Regions from separate parts of the Sus scrofa genome. Here region 2 is linked to region 1. Evidence: chromatin contacts called from public Hi-C data. All regions are on one chromosome and are shown on one strand. Each heading gives the region's core, a stretch centred on a gene start, on an enhancer-like site or on the middle of the called end of the contact. The rest is flanking DNA. Distances are from core to core; before and after follow the strand shown. Region 1 holds the start of COPS5 (COP9 signalosome subunit 5). Region 2 holds the start of CSPP1 (centrosome and spindle pole-associated protein 1).

Region 1 (3,721 bases), core at 1,112-3,611:
GGCCCCCCGCCCTGTAGCCGCAAAACTGCAGCGCCGTAACTCGGGCACCGCCCCTAGCCCGGCGGCCGCGAGACCTCAGTCGCCAGAGAACCCCTGTCCCCAAGCCCGGTAACCGCGGCACCGACACCAAGCTGGCCGCCGCGAGACCTCCGCCCCAGGGAGCCCCTGCCCTCGCCCCGGGGCCTCGAACCCAGCCCCGGGACGCCCCCCACTCCGGCCACACCCTGCCCGGCCCGCTCCCACCCCCGGCCGACGCTCGCTTACTCAGGAAAGCAGGCGCTCGTCCGGGAAGTCGCACAGCGCTCCGGTGAAGCTCTTCACGCTGCGAAGCAGTGGCGGCGGTCGCCCAGCGCGGGAACAGGGGCACAGGCCGCCCGGCCCGGGCTCCGCCTCTCGGGCCGAACCCTCCGCCCGCCTTTTGCCAACGGCCAAACGCGGCCCCGCCCCCACTATGGCCGCGGGGCAAGGCCACGCGGTGGGGGCGCCCCCTGTCGCCCCGGAGGCCGCATACACGCCCGGCAATTCGCAGGGCTCGCCTGCACCTGGAGGGGTACTCAGCCACCTGGTTCCCCCGCTCCGCCTGAGTACTATTAAACTGTAGGAGCCCCTTCCCAAAGCGAAATTGATTCTGTCTCCTCCAGTCGGCCTAAGGGTCAAAGCCTAGGGGTGGGGTGGGGGAGTGGATAAGGTTGGTAGTGAGAGAAAACTTGTTGGCACACCTTTCCAGGGCATTATCGTTCTCCCAGGAATGTGGTCAACGTTTTGTCCTAGGCTTCTATTATTAATTTCAACATATGCAGTACACCCCAAAACTTAGTGGCCATATGCTACCACTAGAAAAGAGATATCTAGATTCCCGGGACAGTGGAACTAAGTGACCTTTATCTTGTTAGTTTGTACGAGGGCTTGAAAGATAAATTTTCTTCAAATGGAATTTAATGTCAAAACCACAGGCGGAGTTGTGGATTCCATAATACTAATGTTGTCTTAACTAAATGTCACACAGCTTTCTAGGAGTGGAGGATACAGCTCAGAACCAAGTGCCCTGCACTCTGAAACTGAGAGTGAAAAGAAAAACTTCCAGGTAAACAAATACATTATTTCCTTGCACTGTAACAGTTATGCAAGCACCTACAGGCATTTAGAGACACGGCAGAAGGATTACTGGAGAGAGAAAAGTTAAGAAGGATTGCGTGGCAGAGAGCTCTGAGCTGTGTTTTTAAATGTAAGTTTAAACTCCCAGTCCGAAAAGTCAGGGGAGAGCTTTTCAGGCAATGCTAGCCACCTTATGCAAAGTTTCAGGGTAACTAAAGAAAGATGAAACTGGAGAGGTGAATTGTGATGCCCCCCCTCCCCTTTTCCCCCAGGGGGAAAAAAATTGAACATCTATGGTAGACATTGAGGATACAACAAGGAGCACACCTGGTCCCTGTGTTTTGGAACTTAGAATCTAATGCGGGGGGGGGGGGAGAATAACTAAAACAAGCAAATAATGAAATAATTAAATACCGTTTGAACTCTTGGATGACAACCAATACTCCCCCTAGATTAATTCAGTCTCGGAGCAGAGTTAGTTCCACAGAGCAATGCAGAAGATTAAACTGTAAACTATTATAGCAACTGGGTACTGGACATTTTCGGGACATTAATAGCGCCTAGAGATGTTAATTTTTACAAACACACCAAGGCATGACCGTAGCCATCCACGAGTTTCCACAGCTTCATATGATCGCTAGAGAACGCCCAAGAGAAGCTTAGTGCCCAACCACGAGCCCATAGGATTTTACACATGTGCGGTGATTCATCTGAAAGTAAACTAGGATGTCATGTATTCTCTCAAAGCCAGCATTCAGAACTATTTATCTCAATTTTTCCAGACATCCTTTTTTTTTTTTAAGTCTTTCAACAAACTTACTGCATTTAAAGTACCTGCACCTACATAAAAACAATTCTTTCTCCCATCCCCGTTTAAGGATCTATTTTTAATATGGCGGAGGCCGAGCCTGCGCAGTACGAACAAGGAAGGTCAATTCGTTTTCTGGCATAACGTTACATGCCCTTCTTCCGGTGCGGAAGGCTATACCATTCCTTACATAAACGCTGTTTTTGTCTTAATTCACACATATAATTTTCCAAGATAATATGTCTTCATTTAATCCACAAGGAGATTCCTCTGTCTCTAACTATTGTGTAACTGCTGTTTACACCGTCGCGTTCCGGAAGGACCCCCGCCATCCTCGAATGGTCGGTACCAACTTCACCTCCGGTTCTAGGTGTCATGGCTGCCTCGAGAGTCTAGTACCAGTTTGCACCTGCGGTGGGGTGGGTCTGAAGCCCACACCCGGAAACCTAGCGAGGTTGAAGTTGCGTCTTGGTTGTAGGGGCAACAACTTCTCCGAATCCTCTGCGATGGCGGCTTCTGGGAGTGGTATGGCCCAGAAAACGTGGGAATTAGCCAACAACATGCAGGAAGCCCAGAGTATCGATGAAATCTACAAATACGACAAAAAACAGCAGCAAGAAATCCTGGCGGCGAAACCCTGGACTAAGGAGTGAGGAGGTCCCTGGCGAAATGCTGGGGAGGGAAGGGTGGCGGGAGTTTAAGAGACCCAGTAGGGGTGGGAGCTGAAGCGGGGACTGGGCTTGTCTTTTCTTGTGCAGGGAAGAGGAAGAGTAAGCGTCTGAGAATTTTTGCTTTGCCTTTTTATCCGCGCAAGTTGAGCGTAAGTCCCTCCTTTGGGGCTCGCTTGACTCCCCTTTCTGTCTCTTTAACCCGTTTGCCTCGGGAGAATGGAAAAGGAAAACGGCAAGCGGTGATTTGGGCTTTTACTCCTCAACACCCATACCGTCACGTATGCTACACACTCTGCCTTGAATCCTGTGTCGGTATACACTTTGTTGGGACTTGCAGCAGATCTTAGACTGGAGACTGTAGCTGTCTTCAGAAATTGAGCCAGCCCAACGGTCTTTAATTAAAAGCCATCGTTTAGATCTGTAATTGTTTTTCGATTGCTGGTAATTATTTTAGAAACACCGCGAGGTTCTACTTAGTCTCCCAAAATGTTAGCAAGTTCACATAAGCTACAAATTAAATCAATAGAGTTCTTTGCCATTTAGCAAAACAGCTGTGTCCCTGAGAGTGATGACAGATCGAGGATTCTTTCCCACAGCATTTATCCTTTCCTGAGAGCAGATATTGTTAGAGATAGAGTTAAAAGAGCACCGTCTCTAACAGAGAGATAGATGGGAAAGCGGTGGTCAACAACAAAAACCATGCTTCATCTGTCCCACAAGGCAAGCTTTAATTGTCATTATTCAGATTCAGCAATGTTTATTGAGTACTTACTAAGGACTGAGCACTGAGTTGGTTTGCCTCACCTGCTCTTTCTATAGCAGGCTGTGCATTTTAGGTTGATAGAGCCTATTAAATATTTGGAAACTATTAGCCTCGCTGTGTGATTGTATCTCTAGTTATATACAACCTAGCTGTCTTGAGCCACATCAGTGAGACCAAAATGTAATTTTATTCAACAGTAGTTTAGTCACAACCACAGATGAAAAACTTAAACAGTGATCATAGCAGAACTAAAGATAAGGCTACATTTTCCATTTTGAGGCTGATACCACAGAAAGAAGCCACAGCCCTCAACAGACTTCTTTGAGAGTTCTGTAAAAGATAGGTTGATAATGCTAACAACAGCTAGCATTTAAAAAGTTTTAG
Region 2 (3,725 bases), core at 183-2,682, 100 kb after region 1:
CATGGCTTAGATGACCTGCCCACGCCCTTGGTTTTTGCTCCTGGCACCTCAGAAGTGGCAGCTGGTTTGTGGCTTTTGTGTATCTTATTCTTTGTAATTGCCTAAACTGCGCATGTGTGGTTATTTTTAGTCCCTTAAAGTTTCTTCCAGGTGTAAGCATTCAGGTGAAAGGTCCCAGGTTCCAGTTTATCTCATAAGGAAGAATCCTTTGGTAAAAGGACTATAATCACAATTTGTTTTGCTAGGTTTAGGCTTTCACATCATGTTTCTTTGAGGCAAAATATATTCTGCACTGGATTTTTATCAATTTCTTAGAAGTGTTAAACAAGAATTCTAAGAACAGAGACCTGGTTGAAATAAAGAGGCATTTATTTGGGGAATGTTAGGACTGCAGCCCAGGACACACAGATCCAAGGAGCAGCTGAATTGTATTCTGCCAGATTACAAAATGGGGGAAGTATACAAAGGCACAAAACCATAAGATTATATAAATTGTTTCTCAAGAATTAGGATTTGAGGGGGCAAGAAGGGTGCTTGCTAAATAAGGACTGTTTGGGGACTGAAAAGATCACATAGCTGTGAAAGGTGGGGGGGAGATATGTTTGAAACTTCAAAGATTGCAGCTAGCAGCTGCTAGGACATATTGTTTTGAAAGCAGCTGGTGGTGTCCTTGAGTTAGACACAGTTCAAAAAATTGAAGTTCTCAGTGATGTGGGAAACCACACCCAATAATGGCCACCCAGCTCAATTCTAGATGCCTGTACCAGAGTTAATCCATTTTTATCTTTAAATGATTTATAATGTCATCAACTTACAGTGTTTAAATGAGAGACGTGTCTTTCACTGATTCAATCGTTTAATTATATGCTTTCATGTGCATTTTTTTCTGGCAAGATCAACACCCCGTTTCCTCTAGACCTAAGCTTAGTACTATGCAGCCAGGGCTCAATACATCATGATCAAAAGAAAAAAGTGTAATAAAACACAAAGCATGAAAATCAATAGCAATTTACATGTTCATAAATAAGGCAAGCGACTGCTTTATGAATGCTTTTTCTTAACCTTCTACTATTATCAATAAATATAGTAATAAGAGCTATTGTTATAATATAGGGCACATATAACAGCTTCTTTTTTTTCCGGGTAACTAGTTCTTTTCTGAGTGTTAAAAGGTCGAATCCAGCTACCCTTACTATAAGGTGGGGGGGGTCCAATACCACCAGTTTTTTAAGTACTTAACTACGTGAGGGAGTAGAAGACCAAGCGAATGTAACTGGGAATGGGGGACTCTTTTTAGAGCGTTTTCTGCTTGCTTAAATCCATTACAAACTGGTAGTTTAATCACTTACATATTCAAGGAAATAGCACACAGCGAGGTCCTCAGGAGCCCTGAAATCCTCTGTGGAAACCCCGAAAGCACTGCCGCTCGGGATAAACCTGCGAGCTGGCAGGCGCGCCGCTGCAGGGAGGCCGGGTGGGGGTGGAGCCAAGGGCCGGAAGGGGCGGGGCTAGCCTGGAGCGCCACGGCTCCGGAGCGCCGCGGGCGGCCGCGTGGGTCGGGGGGCGGTTACTTTTCCGCCTGCAACTGGAGGAGAAAGACTCCTGAGTCACCGTCGGCCTTGCGCGAGGGGCGGCAGCGCCTGCGGCCAGTCGCCGGGCTCTTCGTATCGGGGGTCCCCGCGGAGTTAAGTCCGCTTCCTGCCGGGAACCCGACTCTGTGCCAGAGCCCATGAATCAGCCTCGGGCCCCTCCGTCCTGTGGGTCCAGGGCCCCGGGCCCCGGTACCTTTCGGGGTGCAGCCGAGCGGTCGGCGTCGCCTCAGCTTCAAGGTCATCCCGGGAGGCCACCTTCTCCCCAGCCCTGGTGGACGCAGCCTTGAGCTTAACTCCGCGCCTTCTGCTCAGTCTCATTTTGTGAGTAACCGTTACCTGCAAGTCTTAGCTGACCCTTCTCTGTAGTAAACCCTGATTTCGCTTGTTCTCAGCCCAAACTAATTAAGGGCCCTCTGTGATTTTGTTCCGAGGCGGCTGGAAAGTAGGGCGGGTGGTTTCGCGCCCCGCCTAGGCCTTGGCTGGAGCCCTTTGTATTCCCAGTAAAGCTTTGTGTGTGGCCTAGACCGATTCAGGAATGGGCGCTCATTTATCCTTAGGGAAAGTTCTATAAAAGGGGGAGGGATTAGCTCTTAGATATTAAGACAATCTTAACTGGACTCTAACTGGTTTTTAAATTTAACACAGCAGTTTACCTCCTTGCAATGAATTGTGGTCTTGACACAGTGGATCATCGTTGGCGTTTGTTCCTGGATGTTCATTTGTAAATACGTTCTAGAGACGTGGCATTGAAGTTGCAGAACAGTATGTCCGGTCTAGAAGGCGCTTAGGCTGTAAATGCCTGCTATATATACCTTTAGATGCTTGGGTTTACATAGAGATGTGTATTTCTGGACATAATACGGAAAAAATTGGTCAACACCTGGGAGACTGAAAACTTTTGCTTATTAAAAAGCAAGTTACAATGAATACCTTAATACCTCGTCGATGAGATTTGCTATAGTCCTGTGGGGTTTTTTTTTCTCCCCAGAATTTGAAGTACACGTTGTTTGATCTAAAACAATATAGCAGTTAACTGTCAGTAGGGCAAATGTGATAGCTTAAAGTAGTATCTATTTGATATTAGAGTCAGTCATCCTTTTTGAGGCCTAAGTGGCTTGAATCATGTTTTCATTGCTAAGTGTTGGAATTTTTAAAAATTTTACAAAATGTTTGATTAAAAATGTGATAATGTATATCAGTCCTTAGGTATGATAAATTGATAAATACACGGGAGCCCAAAGATGCATTTAAGAACTAGAATATTAGGAGTTCCCATTGTGGCTCAGTGGTTAACGAACCTGACTGGTATCCATGAGGACGCAGGTTCGAACCCTGGCCTTGCTCAGTGGGTTAAGGATTCAGCGTTGCCATGAGCTGTGGTGTAGGTTGCAGACTCGGCTCAGATCTTTCATTGCTGTGGCTGTGGTGTAGGCCAGCAACTACATCTCTGATTTGACCCCTGGCCTGGGAACCTCCAGCCTTGGTTGCTGCTCTAAAAAGACAAAAGACCAAAAAAAAAAAAAAAAAGCTGGAATATTAGCATCTATTTGCTTCCCTTCCATCCTGAGGTACCCATCATCTGGGATTTTGTGCCCAGACTCATTTTTTAGAGGGGTGTAGGATGGATAGCAGTTTTATTATACATACATGTCCCTAAACTTTCTTTTTGTTTGTTTTAGGCTTTACACAAATGGGACTTGCAGGTAATTGTCAGAAATGCCATGAGTAATATGTTTAACTGAAATTTTCCAAGTTGCAGTTATTCATAACCAGTAATTTGGGTTCTGGATATTATGTGAAATATTTCAGGATTTCAAAATTTGAAAATGATAAATTGTTTTGCAAGGTCCGACATTTGATATGTCTTCATAAATCATTTCCAGTTGCTATCTGGTTCAATGATTTATCCTCCTGGGGTGTCTTAGGACATGATCTGTGGCCCTGCTCATGCCCTTTGCAATACATAAGTATGCTTTCAGGCAACTTGGGACTTAATTCTCCAGGACTATGTCCAGTAATGATGTCAACATAATGCATCTCTGCTTCAAAATAGTATTAGATCTGCCACGATATGCTTTTAGTTGGAGGTCTGCACACTTGTTTTTATATATCTAACCTTTAACCTGGCTCATC

What was found. A called contact is a pair of places that touch in the nucleus more often than the background predicts.
Region 2: a contact with region 1 is called in a Hi-C map of liver, with 2.5 times the contacts expected there. The contact joins the promoter of CSPP1 here to the promoter of COPS5 in region 1. A contact is called at or near these places in 1 of 5 promoter capture datasets (liver), 23 of 47 Hi-C or Micro-C datasets (adipocytes, alveolar macrophages, blood and 14 more) and 2 of 2 datasets of contacts at active chromatin or transcription factors (alveolar macrophages and skeletal muscle).

Annotation. Positions count from the first base shown.
Region 1 is chr4:67,738,455-67,742,175 of Sscrofa11.1, forward strand. COPS5 (COP9 signalosome subunit 5) reads left to right here and starts at 2,362. Exons shown (of 8, transcript NM_001105300.1): 1 at 2,362-2,552. The coding sequence starts at 2,410. All of the region lies in intron 3 of CSPP1 (centrosome and spindle pole-associated protein 1), which reads right to left.
Region 2 is chr4:67,842,905-67,846,629 of Sscrofa11.1, forward strand. CSPP1 (centrosome and spindle pole-associated protein 1) reads right to left here and starts at 1,433. Exons shown (of 27, transcript XM_021089277.1): 1 at 1,350-1,433.